Regions from separate parts of the Mus musculus genome. Here regions 1 and 3 are each linked to region 2. Evidence: chromatin contacts called from public HiChIP or PLAC-seq and promoter capture Hi-C data. All regions are on one chromosome and are shown on one strand. Each heading gives the region's core, a stretch centred on a gene start, on an enhancer-like site or on the middle of the called end of the contact. The rest is flanking DNA. Distances are from core to core; before and after follow the strand shown.

The links. Promoter capture Hi-C pulls out the DNA fragments that hold promoters and counts their contacts. HiChIP or PLAC-seq counts read pairs in DNA pulled down with a chosen protein or histone mark.
Region 1: a contact with region 2 is called in an H3K27ac HiChIP or PLAC-seq map of thymic regulatory T cells, with 4 times the contacts expected there. The contact joins the promoter of Il18r1 here to the promoter of 1700066B17Rik in region 2. A contact is called at or near these places in 2 of 39 promoter capture datasets (liver and pre-B cells), 3 of 115 datasets of contacts at active chromatin or transcription factors (memory CD8 T cells, regulatory T cells and thymic regulatory T cells) and 1 of 9 other capture datasets (adipose tissue).
Region 3: a promoter capture Hi-C map of the HPC-7 cell line shows a contact between it and region 2, with 3 times the contacts expected there. The contact joins the promoter of Il18rap here to the promoter of 1700066B17Rik in region 2. A contact is called at or near these places in 9 of 39 promoter capture datasets (the 3T3-L1 cell line, the HPC-7 cell line, HPC-7-derived erythroid cells and 5 more) and 1 of 115 datasets of contacts at active chromatin or transcription factors (thymic regulatory T cells).

What each region holds. Positions count from the first base shown.
Region 1 is chr1:40,463,774-40,467,408 of GRCm38.p6, reverse strand. It overlaps Il18r1 (interleukin 18 receptor 1), which reads right to left and starts at 1,403. Exons shown (of 11, transcript NM_008365.2): 1 at 1,052-1,403. It overlaps Il1rl1 (interleukin 1 receptor-like 1), which reads right to left. Exons shown (of 11, transcript NM_001025602.3): 11 at 1,994-3,635.
Region 2 is chr1:39,846,079-39,849,822 of GRCm38.p6, reverse strand. 1700066B17Rik (RIKEN cDNA 1700066B17 gene) reads left to right here and starts at 2,493. Exons shown (of 5, transcript NR_040465.1): 1 at 2,493-2,514.
Region 3 is chr1:40,513,575-40,516,863 of GRCm38.p6, reverse strand. Il18rap (interleukin 18 receptor accessory protein) reads right to left here and starts at 1,502. Exons shown (of 13, transcript NM_010553.4): 1 at 1,388-1,502; 2 at 1,089-1,164; 3 at 329-467.

The DNA.
Region 1 (3,635 bases), core at 154-2,653, 620 kb before region 2:
TGAGGTTTTTCTTTTCCTCGCTGGGACCGCCACTGAGCTGGGCTCTCCATGACTCTTTTTAAACACGCAGTCCCTTTTGCTACAGTCTCCAATGGGTGTTTTACTTCATCTGCAGAAAGGCGAATCAGTCTGGTACAACCAACAAAAATGATCTTGAATACACCCTTGCACTTCTGCTTTAAGAAAAAAAAAAAGGTGTGCACATTTGACTTTCCATCTGTAAGGAAAGGAGAGTCATTGCTACCTCACGACACTTAGCGTAAAAATGCCTGCTGCTATTATCTCCATTTTCCAAAATGTGCCTTCACAAACATGGATCCGGACATGAAGACCATGTTCCCTTTCCCCCCCTCCCCCTCCTCTGGGACCCTATCGTCCTTGCAATATGACACGATGTTTGGCATTGTCAGGAAGCTTGCCAGTTCAGGCCAACCCTAACACACAGCACTTCCAGGGCTCCTGGACCAACCTCCACTTCCTGGTGAGGTACCCAGGAGAAGGCTCTCTGCTTTTCCATAATGTGTGCCTAAGGCAGATATTCTTGTGACTGCAGTGTGTGTGTGTGTGTGTGTGTGTGTGTGTGTGTGTGTGTGTGTGTGTTTGTGTGTGTGACTCACGAGTGTGTGCACAAGAGTGTGAGTGTACATGCATGTGTGTGGGCGCTTGTGCATGCATCAGTGCACACATATGTACATGCATGTACTCATGAGGGAGAGTGAACTATTCCCCAAATCTGCATAAATGGGTCATTCACTGATGCGATAACTGAAGATGTTCTTAGATAAATTTCTGAATATTTCTCCCCTCACACCATTTATTAAACCTGATATTGCCTGTTTCATTTGTCTCCTAAGAGGATTAAGCAACTAAAATACAGCACACCTGTGTGTATTGTCAGCAGAGGGTAAGAGCTGAACAAATCAACTGTTGCTGTGTTTTAGCTGTTCATACCTCTCTACAAAGAACATATACATTTGTACTCACTAGTTATACACACACACACACACACACACACACACACACACACACATACACACCACTCACAATTGACCTTGTTTTCAGGATCGTTGTGGGTGGTTCCTCTCCTTGCTCCAGACAGCAGAAGACAGTGAGGACTGGACATCAGAGTCTGCCCTTACCTTCAGAGAGGTGGCCCACACACAGGCCTGGGCAGTGGCTTCTCCTTCACTTACATCTGTGAAGCAGGATTCGCCCAGCAAGTGAGACTAAATACCTCCTGGTCCACAACTGTGACAACAGACAGGGAGGGAAGGCACAGTGAGGCAAGGCCAGGAGCTTGATTAGAGAGATTTGGCAAACCAGAGAATTATCGCAGGAAAAAAAAAAAAGAAGAAGAAGAAGAAGAAGCCAACGACCGGGGGTAGGGAGGTGGAGGGCTGGGAGAGGAAGATCAGAATAAGAAGAAGAAAGGAAAAGCTAAGGTTTCAGGTGGGCACCGCCTGGGATGGGAGGAGCTCCTAAGAGCTGGGGGACTGAAGCCTAGGGCGCTACAGGCTGCTCCACCCAGGAGCGCTCAAGCTTTCAGTTCTGGGAAGACCTGTACTCCTGGCAGGGTTTCTCTGCATGTCCCTGCTCACCTAAGAGCTCCACAGTTCCCAGAACTAACCCCGACACCCCACCGCTGAGGCGATAGAGCCCCTGGAGTTCTCCTGCCTGGATCTCAGCTGACTCCTCCGCCAGACCTCCAGGGAGGCACAGCCACCGCCTTTGGCTTCCCGGAACCTGCAGCCTGTCTACTCAACCACAAGAACCACCTGTGTGCCCTGTGCGCGCCACACCCTTCAGGCAGAGGGCGCTGAGAACCCAGGACTCCTGCACTGCGGGAGGAGAGTCCTTGAGACTGCCAGGCTCGCAGAGCCAACATAGTGCCAGCCAGCGCAGGATGCCCAGCCTCCTGGATGGGTGGAAAGCCACAATTGGGAAGTTATAGTGAGATTTTAAACTGTTCAAAAGAAACGAAGGCCAAACAGTATTTCTAGATTTTTTTTTTTAATAAGCTAGAACTCTTCAAACACACATGAAGAAAACACACAAGGAGTCAATGGCACAATTATTTTTGCCCAGTGAAAAATAATTTGTCATACAATAATAAATAGGAAAGGCATAACATTTTGATACATGGAAAACAAGCATTTAACAAACTTCAACACTCTTTCTACCAGAACTCACAAACTGGACAGTAGGACGGCTCCTTCCCTTCCTAATCTAATACAGAGATGGCTACAAGAGGCAACACGAGGAAACGCTTTGTTTACCTGTAACTGGTAAGCAAATAAGGTCAGCTCTGCCTGGACAAGCACTTTGAAGAAATGAGGGGAACAAAAGTAGAAATGGGAGAAAGCCCCACAGAAGACATTTTTACATGGATCATGCTTTGAACCTTTCAAAACAGTAAAATAAAACTAATATTTTGAGTTTAGCAAAAGCATCAAAGCATATGTGTGTTCATTACAGAAAAATCTATTATTTCTTCCCTTTCTTCTTCCTTCTTCCTTCTTTCCTTTCCTCCTCCTCCTCTTCTTTTTCTTTGTTGTTGTTGTTGCTGCTGCAGCTGTTGCTGTTGTTGTTAGGACAGGTTTTCTTTTTGTAGCTCTGGTGTCCTGGAACTAACTCTGTAGAGCAGGCTGGCCTCAAACTCACAGAGATCCACCTGCCTCTGCCTCCCAAGTGTGCCATGCTGCCCAGCTCAATTACATGCAAATAGTTTAGACTTATCAGAAGAATCTCGGGAACAAATAATAATTCTCTTTAGTCATTTTCCATGGATGGAGCAGCAGGCATGAGGAAGCAACTATTCCCAGGGATGAGATTGGAGAGAATTTCATTTTTAGAGGTCTTCATTCAGCACAATCATGGAATACACACTCAAACTCACACGGCTCACAATGAGATTTCATAATCACCAACATTAATATTTATCCAGTTCTTTCTGAAATCCGAATACTTCTATTTTCAGTTAGCAAAGAATCCAGCACGTTACTATGTTCCATCCAACCTAAGAAAAATTACTATCTGAGGTTGCTAAGGGACGTCCTCACAGCCACAGAGCAAGGATTCCGTTATCGGGAGTGAGGACTTCCTCCTGATTGCACGTTCTGGGACATGAGACAGTTATGTACACAGCATGCTTTTCAGTGGTCAGTTTTGGCAACTCACTAAGAAGTAGATGAAGCTGCAGAAGATCAAAACCTTCTACTACAGCAGAGCAGGTGGACTTAGCAAACCAGGCAACCACAGGGTGGATGCATGCGAGGGGAAGTTTGAATTCCTCATCACCCTCAGCTCAAGCTTCAGCCTTTGAACTGAACACTAGCAAATGTTTACCTGGCAACCCAGCCTAAGGGTACAGACTAAGAGCACACTGTCCCCAGAGAAACGGGCTACTCTAGATCCTCTACACACACTTCTGCATACGGCTTCTCTGCAGCCTCATATGTTGACCGTGAGTTCAACATTCCCCTCCTTTCAAGAGTCTCCCAAATTCTGTGTTCATTGTCACCTCAGCCTGGAGTCCCATCACCGACTGAGCAACTCAGCTAAGGCAGGGCTCATATCTATTGGCAAAATTCAAGGTACCTGTAAGACACTTGCCTGGGCTCTGGATCCGTTTCCTG
Region 2 (3,744 bases), core at 1,244-3,743:
TGTCAATCTCTGTTCTCCACATACATGTTAACCCATGTGCACACGTGCCCAAGCACATGCATGTGAGCACACACACACCAAGATATAAGGCAATATGATCATTCTCTACAGTGTCCTCAACTAACCTACAGTTTCAGACTGGCCTGTCACATGAATAATACCAGCAGAAAGCAGGTGGCAAAGTACCTTACACAGGGCACGAAGGACAAAGACTTGTTTTCTTTGCATAGGTCTTGGCTTTGGATTCTGATCCATTCCGAGTCAACACTTGTGGCCTTGTACAACCCGCCCTCAGCCTCTTTCAGCCCTTAGGGGGACAAGGACAGGAAAAATACATAAGCCCCAAGCTGGGCATTTAGCATGCTATCAACATGGCTCAAGGAGACCCTGAGGATGGGGCTTCCCAGAGTGGTGTACTCAAAGCAGGTGAAAGGCTAGGAAACACTTCTCAGAAGAGGCAGGCACCGTCTTTAGGGGTTCTGATAGTACACATGGGGAAGCAATATTTCAAAAGAATACTAGAGTGGATGCCCACAAATGAGCTGTATGAGGATAGTCAGGGCAAAGCAAATGGGCACTACAGTCACTCTACACCGTGTCCTGTGCAGGAGCAGAAGTCGGTCAAGAAATCGGCAAACACTGGCCCAAGAAGCTGGGCTTAGATGGTGAGACGTGTGCAGATCCTTAAGGCTTAGAGCAGAGGTGTCAAGGTATCATGCCTTGGGTGGGAGAAACCTAAGATGTTAAGGGGTACATAATACAAGAAAAGGTGGGTGTAGGGGTGTGTACAGGGGCCGTGGTAGCTCTTGAGTGCTCTGTTGAAGGGCTCCTCGGTGAATTTTGTCCTCTGACATCATTATCTAAAGTTCTAAAGACATTTTTACTAATGAAATAGGTTTTCACAAATACTGTATTAAACAGCAATTATGCAGTCAGTCTTTGAAAGGGACAAATGGAATGTCTGGTCACAGTGTCAGGCAGAGGAAAGAGGGGACTGGAAAGGTTGTAGGGGTCTTAGGTGAAGACAAGGGAGCCCGAGTAGGCACTGCTCCGTAGCCTGTGGGAACTGCCAGCACTCACTGGGACTGGGAGCACAGTGGAATCAGGCTCAGAGCGCAGGTGAGGACTGGGAGCTGCATTTTATTTCGAAATCACAACATCTCATTAGTCCTTTTCCCCGACACCTTTGATGTTTTCATGAGATATATTACTTTTTGCAATTAAAAAAAAAACCATTTTGCTTGATAACTATACACCCAGCTTTTAGATGGGTATAAGAAAGCAATATTTAAAAGGACCAAGGATTTGAATGAGATTGACCATGGCTAGGGATGACATTATGCCTTTTTCTTCCACCTCCAAAATCCATGTGTTGCGGCGATGCCCATCTCCCGTGTCCCAGAATGGAGTTCATTTAGAGAAAATGAGTTTACAGAGATGATTAAGACAAAGTCATTAGGGAGAACTAATCTAATATGATTAGTGTCCTTATAAGAGAAGGAAATTAGATACATATATAAACGGAGGTAGAATACAAGGCCACAGGAGAAGGCCCACCATCTATAAATCAATAAGACAGCCTACAGAAGAAACCAGCTGCTATAGTTCAGAGATGACTTGAGTGTCCTCCTCAAAGGGTCATGTGTGGGAAATTTGGTTCCCAGTGTGGCAGTGTAAGGTGGTTGAACCTTTAAGAGGTGGGGCCTATCGGGAGGTGGTTAAGTTTTTGTGGATGCTGCACTAGGCAGGGATTGATAGAGTTGTGACACTCTGGTCAGGTCCTTGGAGATCAAGCTATAGAGCCTGAATTTCTCTGATTTCGGATCTTGCTATCCGATTTCAGCACATGTTCCTGCAGGGAGGCCCTCACCAGAGCTGAGTGACAATCAGGGCTGTGCTCTTGGACTTGAAGATGTATGAGTTAAATAAAACCTCTTTCTTTACAAAGAACCCAACACCAGGCAGTTTTGTGGTTTTTTTTTTTTTTTTTTTGTAGCAGTGGAAAATAGACTGATATACCAACACTGATGCCATCTTGGACGTCTAGCTTTCAGAGTGGGCAGAAAGCCAATTGTTTTACAATTGTCTTCAGCACCCTGTGATAGTGTGCTATAAACTAGCACCGCCATCTTGCTTTAGAGCTGCAACCTTCCTAATGCTGTGATACTTTCATGCAGTTCCTCATGTTGGGGAGACCCCCCCCCCCAACCATAACATTATTTTTGTTGCTACTTCATAACTGTAAACCTGCTACTGTTACCAATCATAATGTAAATATTTGATATGCAGGATATCTGATATGCTATCCCTATGTAAGGGCTGTTTGGCTCCAGAGGGGCCACTCAGCCAACAGGTTGAGATCTACTGCTTTAGAGGCATAGGAAGATAGAAAAAGCTTTTGGAGATAGGTATGGTGAGGGTGGGGGAGGGGAAAACAGGAAGTGAAGTCACAATATCAAAGGGCATCTCCAACCTGAGGAGCGGTGGTCTGTAGACATCATTACACAGAGGCCGGTGAGAGCATCAGCTCCCAGAAAGCTTCCTGGACTTAAAATCAGGAAGTCGCTGTGACCTTTGAGATGACGCCACTGTTCCAGCAGGGGAAGTCCAGGCACACTGGCTTAGGGAGGGACGCAATGCCACAGTCACGTCTTGATGGCAAGACGTTTCATGTGAAGGCTAGGGACAGATAGGACAGTAGTTACAGGGGCAGAACTGAGAGAGAGCTTTTAAAAAGTGGTTTTACTATTATATCTTAATTGCACATAATAATTGTTTTCATTGTGCATTTTGATCACTTTTATCCCCTCAACATCTTGTCCCTCCCACCCTCCATTAATCCCGTTCCCCTTCTCAACTAGTCCACCTTCTAACCTCATCCCCCCTTCCTTTATTTCATGACCCAGTAAGTTTCATTATTGTTATTTACAGGAGCGCCGGGTTGTTGTTTGTGGGAGCATGGGTGCCTTACACCAATGAAGAAAATATCTTTCCTTTCCCTGTCGACTGTCAGAGAGAGAACGTTTTTAAAGAGTCGGGGAAAGTCCAGGGGAAGCCAAAGACTAGGAGGAAGGGAGGAAGGGGGAGGAGAAAGAGGAGAAAGGGAGGGGGAGGAGAAGAAGGAATGGGGGGAAAGAGGAGGAGGGACCAGAAAAGACCCTGGTGTCTAATCTACCTTTGTTGAAAAAGTCACAGGACGAAGGCAGGTCTGAGGATAGGGCTGGGGGTGGGGTGGGGGTAGGAGAAGGAAGAGGTGCTGTGTGGCATCCCCATTCTGAACAGAGTCTCCCAGCCCTGGACTGCTCCTTTCCTTTAGCCTCCCCTGGCTTGCTCTGATCTCTACTGTTACTGAGTTTAGGAGGTTCTAGGTCTATGCCTGGCTCCCAATGTTTGAGCACCAGCATGTATTACTCAAGGGCTTCCCTAGCTGCTGAACAGGGGCCAGACCATGTTGAAGTCAGCACCGAGGCAAACACACAAACCTTTGAGGTCAGGGATCTGGGCATCCAGAGGAGACCCAGAGCATATTCTTGTTCACCTCGCTCTCCAGCAAAATGCTCCAGTGGTTTTTCCTGGTTGGGCCTCTCTGGGTTCAGTCCCCAGGCAGACCCTTTGTTTTCTTAGGCATTGGTTGCAGAATTACTGGCAGGCTGGACTCTAGGACATTGCCTCCCCCGCTTAGTGGTTTTGAAACTTTCAAAGAGATAGTTCAGTCCATCTTTCAAATAACATTCCAGAAATCCC
Region 3 (3,289 bases), core at 253-2,752, 670 kb before region 2:
AAAGTCCATACTTCAAGCCCTTGCCTCCCAATGTCTGTTTTTAAAAGACTACACAATCTCATTCTACCATTACCCAAATGCATCAGGAATTCCAAAGAGATCATCCAAGAGTAGAGCATCGTACTTGTTGAGCACTGGCCAACTTAAACCAACATGGCTGCCAATTCTGCATATGGGAGTAAAAATGACTGACAGATACCAGCAAATGTAAAACTCAAGTTTGTCATTCTGTAAAACATGTGTGCTGTCATTCTTATTGTCCCAGTAGAAAACCAAATGTTGCATCACTCATAGCAACGGTGCCCGTTATGAAACAATGACCACATACCTGTTCAGTAGTAGAAGGGAGAATCATATCTGGAGGAAGAGGGTTTCAAAGTTTCTCATCTTGCCACCACTATTCGCCTTCTCTACAGAAGGAGGTCGGAGGCCGGTGAGATGATCTGAAGATCTGCAAGGTCTCTTTCCTAAAATTTTCCAGAAGGCTTTTATTTAAAAATTCTCTCTTTTTCTCAGAAGCAGAAAAAGTTAGCCTGAAGTTATTCAAAAGATACCCAATTTGACCATATTTTAGAGTAATAATGAGCTAAGTTTTTCAAAGAACAAAGCTTTTGCTGGGAGGAGAAAAATGAAAGCTGTGAATGAATCACCAGGAAGCCTCTCAGTCCTGTGCACACCCTTAAAGTACAAATAAAAAAGAGATGCTATGGCCTAGTCTAATAATTGCAGTAGTCAAAGAATACTGATAATGCTCACATGGTCCATAGCAGCTTGTTCAGTGCTTGCCTCCAAAGATGGACAAGTAATGTGGCCATTCAGATTTGACCCGCATTTGATTGAATCCCTCTATAATCCTTTCAATAAAATGTAAGAATCACTGTTTAAAACAAAGGTTTACTTTGTAACTAGTCACTTATACAAGTTAAGGTTAAAACCGACACTGAGATACAAATGTTGCTGCCTAATAGCACACCTGTGATTAAAAATATTCCACAAAAAGCAACTCTTTAGCAATTCACTTTTTAAGTCCTTTAAAAATATATATTAGGGGTTAAGGAATCTAGGGAAAGAATATTCTGGTCTCTTACCTTTGTTTCCTGCTCTTACATACACAACAAATAAAGAAATTCAAGTCTTTATGTCAGTGAATGCCAGCTTGTGCATCTGAAAAAAAAAGTGTGAAAAACACCCATTTTCAAAGGGTTCTGCTACATTTTTTTTTCTTAGCAAGAGAGTTACTTGAAGAAGATTTAAGGACTATCCAACCCATACAGTTTTGAAATAATAAGTTATACCTGGACAGAAAAGGACAACCTTGGAATTTTGTAAAGGACCTCTGGTGTTGGAAAATGCCCAGTCATAACAAAGGAGAAATGAAGTAAACTACCTTTATCCACGGAAGAAAACTCCTGAAATAAAGCATTCAAAGCTGTCCTCTGGCCAGCCTCCTTGACAAGAAAGGGGTTGTGGTTAGGTTTAGTTGAAATGGTGAGTAAGCCTGCTTCCTTTACAGGAATTTCCTGTACCAAATGTTAACATTCGACACGGTTTCTCAACAGGGGAGTTCTTTTTTACTTCCTCCTCCTCCTCTTCCTCCTCCCCCTTCTTCTAAAACAAGCACTGCCAACCTTGCCTTTCATTTCAAACCTAAAGGCTTTCTTCTGATGAACTCTCTCTCTCCAGCATCACTTTTACAGAGCAATAATTTATCAATGAGGAGAGTGATATAACCGTAGCTTTGAAAGGCTCGGAGGCTATGCTTGTGCACCGTGGAATGCCTAATTAAGAACTGCACTGTAATTAAAACAATTTAGAGGACCGTGAGACCACACTAGTCCCAAAGCCTCTTAATTAAACGGAGCCTATTCTCCCCATAAAGACAAGCTGAAGCAGCGGGGCACAGCAAACCATGGGGATTGTTTCAGCACAAGGCTGGAGAAGAGCATAAAATAAAAGCAGAGCCCAAGTTCATGTCAGAGTGGGGGCAAGGTAAGTGTTGACCTGAGGTGAAGGTGAAAATCTAAGAGAAGAGTTAGCAACTGAGGGCAGGTCTAAGCCAATAAATAAATAGATAAATAAATAAATAAAATCATGTATTCATGCTAATTGTGGAACTAGCTCAAATCCCAAAAGGATTTGAGGTTTTCCTACCACCTATTGCAGGTTCAGAGGAAAGCACATGAGGGCACATGAGCTTAGACTCCCAGGGTGTGACAGGGACAGCCCAGTAATCCAAAATCTAAATGGGATTAAAGGAGGAATACTGAGGATGAAGGGGAAACGGATAGACCAGGCATTGTTCATGATAATGGTTTAATTCAGGCTGAGGTACATTCAGAGTGCCTGGGCGTTGGGAGTGTCCTTATCAAACCTCAGAGATCTGAATATAGACCTTAAAGTTAAGCCCAAAGTTACTGCCAGTGTGGTCTCCTGAAGTGAATTCATCAACAGCTTTTCCTTCGAAGCTTAATGTGTCCTTTATAAACTGTTTTTGGAAGAGAAAAGCAGGACATCATGAACCACAGGAGATTTGGGATCAGATGAAGGTCTTAGTCACCACAGGAAACTCAGGCTTTAACACTTGGTACAAGTAAAATCATTGCGGAGCACCCTCATGAATAGAGAGAGCTGACCTGTGGAACAGAAGAGGAGACAGTGTAGAAACAAGTCTAACTGTGTGTGGAAATTTTTAAAAATAGGAAAGAGCATCACAAACTAGACGTAGTGTGGTAACTTAGGTCGCCCTATGGAAAACTACGCAACAAATTCTCCACTCGCACCACACAACAGACTATGTTCCAAATGGACTCAGATCTTTTTACTTAAATTTATTTTTTTAAATTTTTTAATGTTTGCAAATAAATTAAAGTATAATTACAACACGTTTCCTCTTCCCTTGGCATTCCTCTTATCTGATTATTATGCCTGCTCATTATCCCCGTCACTGGTTGGCCTTTCCCTCAATCTCTACTCCATCTTTATCATGTAAGGCAAGAAAAATTTTGGGTCAAAGATTTTGTGGTGGGTTGATGTCCCCCTCACTCCACTGGAAGTCCCACCTGGCTACTGGAAGTGGCCACTTCAGTCTCCTTATCTCCAACTGTTAAGAGCCTCATCTAAGGTCACTCTCATAGCCTCTTCTATCTCAGATCTCCAGCTAATACCAGAGATGACCCACACTGATTTTTATCTCTTTTCCATTTCCCATACCTGATCTCCATCCCCGTTCCCCTTCTCACCCGGTCTCCCTCTCCCACTCAATTCCTTCCATCCATCCACCATGTTTATT